Regions from separate parts of the Xenopus laevis genome. Here region 2 is linked to region 1. A link is a contact called in public Hi-C data. All regions are on one chromosome and are shown on one strand. The core of a region is the stretch at or near the end of the contact, and the rest is flanking DNA. Distances in the headings are between cores, read along the strand shown.

The links. Hi-C and Micro-C count contacts between places; a contact is called where the count stands out from the background.
Region 2: a Hi-C map of the XL177 cell line shows a contact between it and region 1, with 5 times the contacts expected there. The contact joins the promoter of thoc1.L here to the promoter of tyms.L in region 1. A contact is called at or near these places in 2 of 4 Hi-C or Micro-C datasets (the XL177 cell line and the XTC cell line).

The regions. Positions count from the first base shown.
Region 1 is chr6L:115,050,889-115,057,227 of Xenopus_laevis_v10.1, forward strand. tyms.L (thymidylate synthetase L homeolog) reads right to left here and starts at 2,376. Exons shown (of 8, transcript NM_001103189.1): 1 at 2,279-2,376; 2 at 1,979-2,123. The coding sequence starts at 2,326.
Region 2 is chr6L:115,215,106-115,221,347 of Xenopus_laevis_v10.1, forward strand. thoc1.L (THO complex 1 protein L homeolog) reads left to right here and starts at 4,601. Exons shown (of 21, transcript NM_001089021.1): 1 at 4,601-4,672. The coding sequence starts at 4,625.

The sequences.
Region 1 (6,339 bases), core at 1,126-3,625:
CGGGACCGCATGGCCCTTCCTCAGTGATACCCAACCATAGAGCATGTGCATATTTATAGACATTTAAACAGCGACCTCTTGTGGTGGTCGATACAAAATACTTTAAAATTATTTAAATAATTGACCATAGACATAATGTTTCGCAATTGAGGTGGCAAGTGTTAGAAGAAGTTAGCCCCAGACATATTAATTCGGAGAAAAAACTATTACAGCGGGAATGTTTTTGGATATGGAAGCTGGGGACCCTAGCCCCCAAGGGGCTGAACGAGAGTTGGGGTCTTAACTGTTTTCTTTAAGCCTATAACAGGGTGCTAGTGGTGTTAATCTGTCAGTGCCATTATTAATTTGTCTATATTTTCCTTACAGCCTTAAAATAAGGAACATCTACAATAAGAAGTGAGATATATGCATCTTCCAGGCTAATTGTACTTTAGTCAGTGAGTAACAAGCATCAGTATATTTTTGAAACTATGATATTGTAAAGTGTAAATAGTGTTTTTGTAAGCATGATCATATCACTCAGGTTGATTAATAATTTGTTAATGTTACCACTGGTAAAATAGAGAATAATAACTCACGTCCACATGATTGAAGGAGGGTTTTAGTAATTTTAATCAATTTGTATGATATTTATAAAGATAGTCACATTGTTAAACAGGTTGTGAAATTGATATTGATACTTTTGTTATGCTTTTAACATTGTTGCACTACTATTTAAATAATTTTAAAGTATTTTGTATCGACCACCACAAGAGGTCGCTGTTTAAATGTCTATAAATATGCACATGCTCTATGGTTGGGTATCACTGAGGAAGGGCCATGCGGTCCCGAAACGTTTGATCAATTGTAAAGTGTCTGGAAGCACCTTGAATAAATGTGGGAGCACCCCTTTTGAAAGCAAGCACAGGTATTGGCAATTTTTTCCTTGAATCCACTACTGGCGAGTGGCTAGGCCAGGGCCATATATACCTGTATCCCCTGCATCGTTGTTTCATGAATATTATTTTATTAAACCCCTGGCCACCAATGTATTATTTTAATACTCTATAGGCCCCTGCCACCAATGTTTTTTAAAAAAATATTCTCTGGGGCCTGGTTTCTTTTTAACTTGTCAGGGGGCCCCTGACGCCAATGTTTTGTTTTGTTTTCTTTTCAAAAGATACTTTTATGGGGGCCCAACATTTTTTTTTTTTTATCCATCGGGGGCCCTGACCACCAATGATTTTTAAAAACAATTTATGGGTGCTCTGGTGCCAATTTTTTTTTGTTTAACTTTTAGGGGGCTTTCTATAGCTTGTATGAGGGAGGGTTTACCGTTTCTTAGCGCTGATGTCTATGTTGTGGGGCTTGGGGGCTGGAACCCCAAAAATTTTGTGGTATAGCCCTGTGATTTCTAATGGTGGCCCTGCTCATACCAGTAAGAATGCCTTTTATTGCACGTCCCAATAAACAGTCTACAACGTGTGACACTTTGTGATATCGGAATGCAATCCCATATAGGCAGTGAATTTCACTTGGAGCAAGTTACTAAGCTGCTCAGAACAATGAGACTAATGTACAGCAGCTGTCTGAGTAGAAAAGTCTTCTTTACACCAAGTGACCCAGGTACAGGAGGGCCCAGCCTTGATCCAGAAGAAAAGAAGGAAATTTATGCTGGGGCGCTAAGTATTCTGGGTGCAGACTGTAGAACATATAGGGGTGTGGGTACGTGGGACCCAGTCACTTGACGGATTTCGAACACTCCCCTCACAGTAATGTGACAGCTCTCCAGCTACAGCCTATCCCGGGATTGAATTCTGGCGCGCACCAATGAGAAGTGAGCTTGGTTGCCCAATCAGAGCTCAGCGCGGTCTATTAGGACAGAGAAAGAAGAATGGATCCAATAACAATCTATAGTGACCGAGTCAAATAATAAATAAGGGAACGCAATGCCTCTGCCTTATAATTCCGGTAATGTTTATTTCACCGGAGGACATACCTCGCAGGCTGTAGCGGGCTTGCATGCCGAACACAGAGACGGTCCCGGTACCGGTGCGATCTTCCTTGCGGTGCCCGTGCTCTAGAATATATTTGATTTGATCCAAGTACTGCAACTCGTCCCGATTCTCCGCCTTCCCTGCTCCCTAAACAGAGACATTCGTTTAGCACAAGCGCAGCACACAAAGCCCTCCTCTCCCGCTGGAACATTGCTGCTACATATAAGTTCCGTGCCTCACTAGCAAACTCATAACACTGGCCGTGTCCCGCTGCAGTTCACTCCTGTACGCACTGTACGTACCTGCTCCGGGCAGCTTGAGGCGGCGGTGGACTCGGAAATCACTGGCATGTTAGTAGTTCGGTGCTGCTGTTACCGTCTCCTGTCCCTCTGCTCTTTCCACTTTTTGGCGGGATTTTGCGAGAGGGGCGGGAATGTCACATGACCTGAGACATCGCCACAAAAAAACGAGATTAAAAATATAGATTTTTTTCAATTTTAATTTTCACATTTTTTGAAATTCATGCAAAACAAACCAGATGAAAGTCTGTATTTACAGGGAGTTCACTTAGTGAGTTTTAATCTTTTTTGTTGTTGCTTTCCTTGAATTGGAAAAAAACATATATGGTGAATAAAGTACCCCCTCTTGTAAAATATAAGGATATTATAAGTTACCGAGGAGTTTCATGACCATATAAAAACACGAGGCCGAAGGCTGCGTGTTTTTATACAGGTCATGGAACTCCGAGGTAACTTCTAATATCCTCATATTTTGCAACTGGGGGTACTTTATTTATTATAACACACAAGTTTTAGTGAGTTATGTGACAGAAATGACATCACTACTCACCGTTTATAACTGATGACATCAGAACTCACCGTTTATAAGGATATAATTTACAAGATATTCATGGCTTTTGTGTATTATATAGTGTATAATTCTATTTATGTACCTATCCAGCTGCTAATTGACACTGCAGGAGATTTATTTAGTTCCCCTTCACACAGTTTCCCACGGTTCCCTTGAACTTACCAATAAATAAATATATAAATATATATATAGTGAATAAAGTACCCCCTCTTGTAAATTATAAGGATATAAGTTACCAAGGAGTTTCATGACCATATAAAAACTCGAGTCCGAAGGCCGAGTGTTTTTATACAGGTCATGGAACTCCGAGCTAACTTCCAATACCCTCATATTTTGTTTTGGGGATACTTTATTTATTATAATACACAAATTTCAGTGAGTCATGTGACAGAAATGACAACAGAATTCACCGTTTATAACTGATGACATCAGAACTCTCACCGTTTATAAGGATATAATTTACAAGATATTCATGGATTTTGTGTATTTTATATATATATATATATATATATATATATATATATATATATATATATATATACACACTCCACATTCCAGGGGGGCCCAGGAGCAATTTCAACATATGTTGCTAAAAAGACATGTTGAGAGCCCTAAAATTAATTTGCTGTGGGGCCCAGCAACATGTGGTTATGCCACTGGCCACATGGTCAACTTCATCTTCTACAGTATAAATCCTGTAAGCATAAAAACAACTAGAGGTCACCATCTTGACCACCATAGAGTGGTCAACATCCCATCGAATGCACGCTCTGGTCATGCCTGGTTACTTCAATTGCCCTAATAACACCCCAAATGCTGTAAATTTTGAGTGTTGCAGTAACATTTGGGTGACTTTCCTTGCATTTTCAGTGGATGAGGGTTGTGTTTATAGTAGGAAAAAAAGCAATGGACAGTCTCTGCCTGACCTAATCTTTTTCACAACTACGCCTGCCAGGGTGGGAAAGGTGTCCTAGGACATTGTAAGATAATTAGGCCAATCGGTGTGAATGTCACAGTTCATGAAAGTGGCGCTAAAGGGTACCGAGTATGGTGTAGACCACACTCACATTATTGTTCCAATTCATGCATTCTGTCTTAAGTATGCAGTTACCTAGTTACCTACGTTGGGTTGAAAATAATTCAAGTTCAAAAAGATCCACCGCTAGCTGTCTGGCCGCTAGCTGTCTGGCCTGTAAAAATGAGGGTTGATCCCAATGTTATATAGGGAGGCTGGTATATTTTTTCCAGAAAAGGTCGCAACCCTAATAACGTAGTAATGTAGTTGTAAAGAGTAATTATGTCTCCTCACAAGTGTCTTTTTTTCCAGAGAAAACCCCAAACTCCCCTTGTAATGTCAGTCTTCCATCCCCTTTACCGGTTTAGTTGCACGTCTCTGCACTCTCTTACGCTCATTAATAGCCTTCTTAAAGGAGAACTAAACCCCCCCCCCGTACCAAAAAATTCCCTCCTAACTGCCTGGCATTGTCCCCCTCACCCACTGTGCATTATTAAAAAAAAAATCTGACTCTAAAATGCAGAGCAGCGCATCAGCGCTAGAGGGCGCCATTTTCCACCACTTTGTATTCTTTCCAGGGCCGGATTTACGTAGTGGGCAGGGCCGGATTTACATAGTGGGCGCCCCTAGGCCCACTACCGGTCATCACCCCTGTCCCCTCTAGGGGGACAGGAGCAATGGGGATTGGCACACGGGAAATGTATTAAATTATGGTATCTCCAGCGCATCCCCAGTGTTTTTGAACAAATGTGGGTGTGGTTGGGCAGCATGCCGCCCCCCTAAAATCCTGCCGCCCTAGGCCCGGGCCTAGGTGGCCTTTCCACAAATCCGGGCCTGGTAGTGGGCACCCCTAGGCCTGCTGTTGTTCGTCACCCTGTGCCCTGCCTTTTATTTGCTCAAATTTTAATCATTGGGACAGGAGCAATAGAGATCGGCGCATGGGAGATTTAAAAAAAACGATTGTATCTCCTGCGCATCCTCAGTGTTTCTGAACCAATGTGGGTGTGGTTGGGCAGCATGCTGCCCCCTAAAATTCTGCCGCCCTAGGCCCACTCCACAAATCCAGTCCTGATTGGCCCAACTGAACATGCTCCTGCAGGCTTTGTGTCAACATTGAGTTCCGAAAGAATATGAAGCGGTAGAAGATGGTGCCCTGCAGCTCCGCTGCGCTGCTCTGCAATTTAGGGTCAGATTTTTTTAAGGTATTTTTTTTCACTAATACACAGTGCAGGGAGGGAGAGGGGATGAGGGGCAATGCCAGGCAATTAAGGGGGTTTTAGGTACAGGTGGTTTAGTTCTCTATTCTGATTCTAATTGCTGTGATAATGGCTCATTTCCCCGTGAGACCTCCCTGCTGGACCTGTGTGGAGCTGTTACAAGCACTGAGGGCAGTCTTTGCCAGATAGCTGAACTCACCACACTTGGAATCCACAAAGCTGCTTTATGTGGGCTGCATGGACAAATGTAGCAGTGGATGTATAAGTGCTGCAGGTCAGAAATAATATTCCTTGTCCTAACCTCAGGAACATAAAAGGATGCTGGGAGGAACTGGCATCACACATCAGGAAGGAATAGGAGGAGGTTTTTACAAACAAGGAAATTCAGAGCCTGCCGGCAGCCGTATTGCTTTGGCCACTAGATGGCAGCATAATAATGGGTAAGCATCTAAGCATTAAACATACACAACAAAACAAGCTGGGACAGCACATTCTCCTTTAAGGACTAGATCCCAAAACTGCACTGCATACTCCAGGTGAGGCCTTACCAGGGACTTATAAAGTGGCAAAATTATGTTTTAATCCATTGAGTTAATGCCCATTTATGCAAGACAGAACTTTATTTGCTTTAGGTGACACTGTGTGACACTGCCTACAGTTACACAGCTTATCTAGAAAAAATAAACATCTTTCACAAATAAGAAAAAAAGGCGCTTGCGGGGGGACATGATTACACTTTACAAGTACATTAGAGGGCATTATAGACAAATGGCAGGGGACCTTTTTACCCATAAAGAGGATCACCGTACCAGAGTCTAGCCCTTCAGACTAGAGGGAAATAACTTGTATTTGAAGCAACATAGGGGGTTATTCACAGTCAGGACAGTGAGGTTGTGGAATGCACTGCCGGGTGATGTTGTGATGGCTGATTCTGTTAATGTCTTTAAGAGTGTAGATTTTAGTATCCTAATATCCTTGGATATTATGTTTGTTCAAGAAATCATCCAAGCCAATTAGTATAGCTATTGGTATGTATAGTTTGTGTGAGTGTAGGTGCTGGTTTTCATTTGGACGGGTTGAACTCAATGGACTTTGGTCTTCTTTCAATCGAACTTAACTATGTAACTATGTAACAGTGTATAACTCGCATTTATGTTGAGTGCAAAACCATGCATTTATCAACACCCAACCTCATTTGCCACTTTGCTGAACAGTTTTCCAATTTAGTCAGATCAATCTGAAAAGTGGCATCAGCATGCAA
Region 2 (6,242 bases), core at 3,351-5,850, 170 kb after region 1:
TAGATATGACACGGATTTTACCGATTTCATACGTGATGTTGGTAATGTCACTGCTATATATTTAATTCATAGATATACATTCCATAGCTAGAATTAGGTCTCCCATGAAACCGCTGCCCACCATGTCTCACTGGCAATGAACTAAGCCATTATGATTACAGCCATTATGCCACCTAGTGTTGAATCATAGGTTATGCATTCCTTCCTTTTTGCACCTGGGCACCATTTACCAACATTTTCTTCCATCTACTCCCTCTCTCCACCATATTTAGGACTGAGTGTGGCCTCTGTAGTCTTCTACTTGTTAAAGATAAGGAAAACCATTTAGGGGTAGCACCTACTCCAAACCCTTAAACTGAGCATACATCATCTATTTGATGTGGCCACGCGAGATGGCCAGTTATTAGTTTCACCAAATGTAAATATTTGGCCCTTACGTCACATGGGGGGGCCAGTAATACATGGCCCCTCAAAACTGACCAATGCACAGGCCTGGCAAAGGTCCGGGCCTAGGGCAGCAAGATTTTAGGGGTGACATGCCGCCCAACTGCAACCTAAGAAGCACTAGGGATGAATACTCCTGTATGCGGGCCGGAACTAGGGGTTGGGCGCAAAGGCGGAGGGGCGCCAGGCATGTACCTCTTCTGCCTCTGTGTCCTGGTTTGGGTCTCAGTGTTTCCCACCTCCGGCAGCACTATTTTTTTCCTGCTGATTGTCGTCTGAATGCACTTTCCCGTGCATGCAAACGTGCGCTCGTCCCCACGCTCTTCTGGGCATGTGCATGCGAACGTGCGCTCATTCAGATGCGTGCCCGACAGTAGAGGCGACATAGCTGGCAGGGCTGCCTAGGGCACCCAGCCAGTTTGGCCCGCCACTGCCTGTATGCGTAATCCCCAGTGCTCAGGTGCATTTGAGTGCCCAGAGGGGGGGGGTGCCTTTTGTAGGCGCTGGGCACTAAGACCCAGCTGCCTAGGGGCGCCCAAGCTAGGACCCAGCTGCCTAAAGGCGCCCAAGCCAGAAACCCGGGCCTGCCAATGCAATGCAGTGCAAGCTAAGGAGAGGTATCTGCCCAGCTATGAGCACCTTAACTTGTTTGTCATGGGCTTCCATTACCTCCTTCTGCTCTACATTACGTTAATCCACTGGAGCTTCTATTTTTGATCTTGTACACAACATGTTAAAGATAACATAACAGATATTCCTTTAAGGGGTGTTTCAGAGCCAGTCACCCTGAATTATGCTTGTTACTGCTGTCGTTCTTCTCTTTGGCCTGTCAATATTACCGTCATGAAACATAAGAAAGGTGCATATATCATTTATAAGGGCTCACAGACAGACAAAATGCTTTGACAACACACCTATGAACCAAGTTGAGAAGGTCATTGGAGGATCCTCTGGCATCAGTTGGGCCCCTGGCTCTGGAGTCTTATTCTAAGAATGAATCGCTATGGTTACAGGACTACAGCCTGAAGCCTTGAAAGTGTGGTGGAGAATTTGAGCAAAACACAGGAATTTAGCTCATTTGTCCAGAACCAACTTAAAGGTCAAAAATTTGGCCAAGGCCCTTGTTGAAGGTTCAACCTTTGACCAGGACATCCTTGAGGGTTCAACCTTTGGTTAGGGCCTTTGTTGAAGGTCTAAGCTTTAAACAGGGACCCCTTTGAAGGTCAGACCTTTGCCTAGAGACCCCTGTGATGGTCCAACCTTTGGACAGTTCTGGCAGGCTGTAATACCTTTTAAGGAACTTAATGACAATTCTTCACAAATTAGCTCAACTAGTATATGCCCACTGGCTGCTGGTTCCCAGAGTAAATAATCAATCGGTGGTCCTTGAGGCTTCGGTAACAGGTTTCTTTGAAGCTGTTGCAAAACTCCCCAACCATGGAGACTCCTTTTACTATGTTGTTACTCCTGCTATGACAAAGTTCAGGGTCTGACTGGAGCATTGGGGGCCCACAAGGGCTGCAATACAAAGGGCCCTCCTGGCAGTCACCAGGGGCCCCTTCTGACCTCCAAACTCCGCCCACACAGGTGCGAATTTGTCATGCTGCGCATATGCACGAATGTCGCGGCACAACACCTGTTCTCTAAGGGCCAGCAGATCTAGGGAGCAGGTCTAGGCCTCTGGCCCAGTCCGACCCTGACAAAGATCCTACAGGCCTTTTGCAAGTCTCAGAAGTTAGTTTGGGGCTCCTCTAACGCCTGGTCTCCCTGAACCGCCTTATGGGGCAATAACCATCTCCCATACTTTCATTCCGTACCAGATATTTCTAGATGGACCCAGTTGGGAATTAAAACTCTGGGGGAAATTACTTTTGGTGGAGAATGCAAAAGCTATGAAGTATTACGACGAAAGTTCCACCCTCCTCCAGAGAGACTACGATATCTGCAGAAACTACATGCCTTCTCTGTACAATTCCCCACAAGGGCCATAAACTTAGTGCAGGCATGTCTAAAGTCCGCCCCGGGGGCCAATTGCAGCCCATTTTCAAATTTACACCGGCCCGCAGCCTGTCTGGAAATTAATAATAATGCTGCCCACCAGCGCAGTGCAATCAGGAATTAGTGAAATGATCTACCACTTGGTCTATACTGCTGCATGTGTGCTGAAGGTGTTGGCAATAGCACATACTAACACCTTCAGCACACAGGCAGCAGTATAGACCAAGTGGCAGATCATTTCACTAATGTGCCCAAATATTACTGCTACGGCTACACGATTCCTTGTTTAAATGAGTTAAATGATGTTAATGGCTCAAAGAATGTCAGGCTGAATGGTCGGCCCCCACACATTTTCACCTCACCAAATCTGGCCCTCGTGGGAAAAAGTTTGGACACCCCTGATTTAGTGGAAACAACACTTGAGGTATATTGGCATAGACAAGAATTGAACAAACCTCTGTCCTGGCTGTAAATTATACTGGCCACATAGAGCCCAGCACCCTTAGAAAAGACTAGGGTGAAATGGCAAAAGGATATCCCTATCATAAAGGGATAGTAACATTTAGCTAGCAGATGAGTTCTCTAAACTGCTGGTTCTAACTCCTGAAACAATATAACACTAAGCAACTTCCCAATATCCATTCATTCCCCATTCTCACTGGGTTTATAGACATGTGTAAATGTCATTGCTTTTGTCTGTCAGCATCTGTCTGTCCCTTTCTGTCCTCTGAACCGTTGGCTCTGACTCCTGAAACACCTACTTTAAGAAACTTCCCAATAAAAACCATGCATTCCTCATTCTCATTCTGTTCTCTGAACTGCTGGTTCTGACTCCTGAAACAATGTAACTCTAAGTAACTTGACAAAATCCGTTCCGTGGTATAGCAGGTATAGTAGGGAGAGATGGTGCCTAGAGTAGCAGTGGGATAATAGTCTCTGGGAAGGGACTGTGGCTGTGGGATAGCAGGTATAGTATGAAGAAATGGTACCTATAGTAACAGTGGGATAATAGTCTCTGGGAAGGGACTGTGGCTGTAGGATAGCAGGTATAGTAGGGAGAGATGGTGCCTATAGTAACAGTGGGATAATAGTCTCTAAGAAGGGACTGTGGCTGTGGAATAGCAGGTATAGTAGGGAGAAATGATGCTTATAGTAACAGTGGGATAATAGTCTCTGGGAAGGGAGTGTGACTGTGGGATAGCAGGTATAGTAGGGAGAGATGGTGCCTATAGTAACAGTGGGATAATAGTCTCTGGGAAGGGACTGTGACTGTGGAATAGCAGGTATAGTAGGGAGAGATGGTGCCTATAGTAACAGTGGGATAATAGTCTCTGGGAAGGGACTGTGACTGTGGAATAGCAGGTATAGTAGGGAGAGATGGTGCCTATAGTAACAGTGGGATAATAGTCTCTGGGAAGGGAGTGTGACTGTGGGATAGCAGGTATAGTAGGGAGAGATGGTACCAGACAAATAGCTCTGTCTGCATGACTTTTATATTAATGTTGAAATGGTAAATAGCAGGGGCTACTAAGGTAATAGCATGTTCTAAGGCCTAAGGGTTTGACTAATAACATTTCATCGGAGAACAAGGGACAATTAAATAAACAGTCATATTGGAGCTGAAAATGAGCCTGGACAACTTTTATAAATCCCTCATAAATCCACTTTGCCAATAAGATTGTGCATGTATTTAGCGACAGGTAGGGGCAGTGTATCACTTTAACACGAGTGACAAGACTAGAACTTGTACAGAACATACCTTCTCGTCATTGTTTTAATCTCAAAATATCGCTGCTTTGTGTTACTTCCTGAACTAAACAGGGCAACTAGGGAAATACAAGAGACTCCAGCAGCTATAGGGGCCCGGCGTCCCTGTCGACAAACAGCTTCAATAGATTTTTAAATACAAATGTCTAGTTGCCAAAGTTCGGGACTAGGGAGGCAAAATTCGGTTCTGTGTGGGACACTGCTTTGAAGTTAAAAAGTACATCGCCACGCCTTTCTCAGGTCACCAGAACTTTGCGTTCAAAATGATCATTACATATAAGTCCGCCACAACCATAGAGTCGGGATTCTAAACCAAGAGGAGCGCTCCGAACGTCAACCGGAAGCTCGTGAGCGGAGACGATTTGATGCTATGGCGTCATCATACATCGACGGTGGTTGTGAGAAAGGGAGCAATATGTCGCCGTTGTCGTTTTGCTCGACTGAAGCAAAAAATAAATTCACGGTGAGCTGTAATTTTATACTTATACAAATGTGTGTACGGCTGCTGTGTATGTTTCTGTTGTCTGTACACACACTCTCTCTTTTTTCCTGAGACTGGAGTCTGCGCCCTGCAGCGCTTTACCTGATCTACATTAGTGTAATGTTGTAATTTGGCCGCAGCTGTACAGACAGATACTAATAATCTTAATCTGGCAGCAATTTATAATGAAACAATTAAGTGGCATTTTATTCGATATCACTTTACACTCAGTCAAGGATAGAGCTCTCTTTCTTTCTCTCTCTCTCTCTCTCTCTCTCTCTCTCTCTCTATATCCTTAAATTTATATTACGACATCACTCGTGTAACCAACGTTTCGGCCCTCACTGGGGCCTTTATCAAGGATCATCATCCTTGATAAAGACCCCAATAAGGGCCAAAACTTTGAATACAAGAGTGATGTCTTAATAAAATTGTTTGATTCACATAACTTTGGAGTGCTGGTCCGTATTGAAGGTTATACATTCTAATTGATCACAGCACCCACTCGATTATTGGAGGAAGAGTGTGGGTACTTACAGGACAATTTTTATATATATATATATATATATATATATATATATATATATAAAATCACATCCGTAGAGTATGCTCGGCAGTGAATAAACATTTCCAATTGTACAGGCTTATTGTCTAAGGCAGGGGTGCCCAGACTTTGTCACCTCGCGACTTACTCTTGCCACCTGATGCCATCATGAGATCTACCTTAACTCATAGCAGGATGGCGACGACTTTTTTTTTTTTTTACACGCAACTATTTATACATTGAATTCTATGGGCGGGCAACTTTTTCTTTACATGCTACTATTTATTTTTAGACGCAACTATTTATTTTTTCTTTGGAGATGTAACAAAACCAATGAAAAGGCTTTATACATATACATACACAATGTATTTGTTTCAGGTACACTAAACTCTATACATTAGGAAACCAAGATATCATGCAGTAAGAATTCTAGGAGGACATTATGAAGTGATACCATAATGCAGGTTGAGCACAAGCTACTGTTCCCAGCCAGGTGAACTAGGGAATTCCCAGTTGCATTCTGGTAATACCAGCAGGGGGCGCAAGTTCTAAGGGTCCATGCAGGGAAAGAGAAGAAGGTGTCAGATAAGTATTCTATCAGGTTTCCAATGAGGTGGGGAGACACAGGAGAAGGATGAACAGTAGTAGGAGGAGGTGGAGGCATAGCCAGTCCCTACCTTTCATTAGGGAGAGCTCAGCCTTCCTCCTTTCCCTCTCCAATGCCGCACTGCGGGGCTTGTGGAACAGTTCGTATCGGCCTGGAGACAGGAGGCGCACCAGGAGTCTCATGTTGCAACTTATGCCGTCACCATCAGGAAGCGCCATTTTAACTCCTGGCAGGTCGCGGTCTACCAGGAACAAACCCGGGATCTACTGGTAGACTGCGATCGACGTCCTGGGCACCCCTGTTCTAAGGTGACAGAACATAAATATTAAATTGGATTATTAAAAAGTATGCAATGACAGGGTCCATTTGAAGCTTTCTTTTCTTTATAGATTGTACCATCC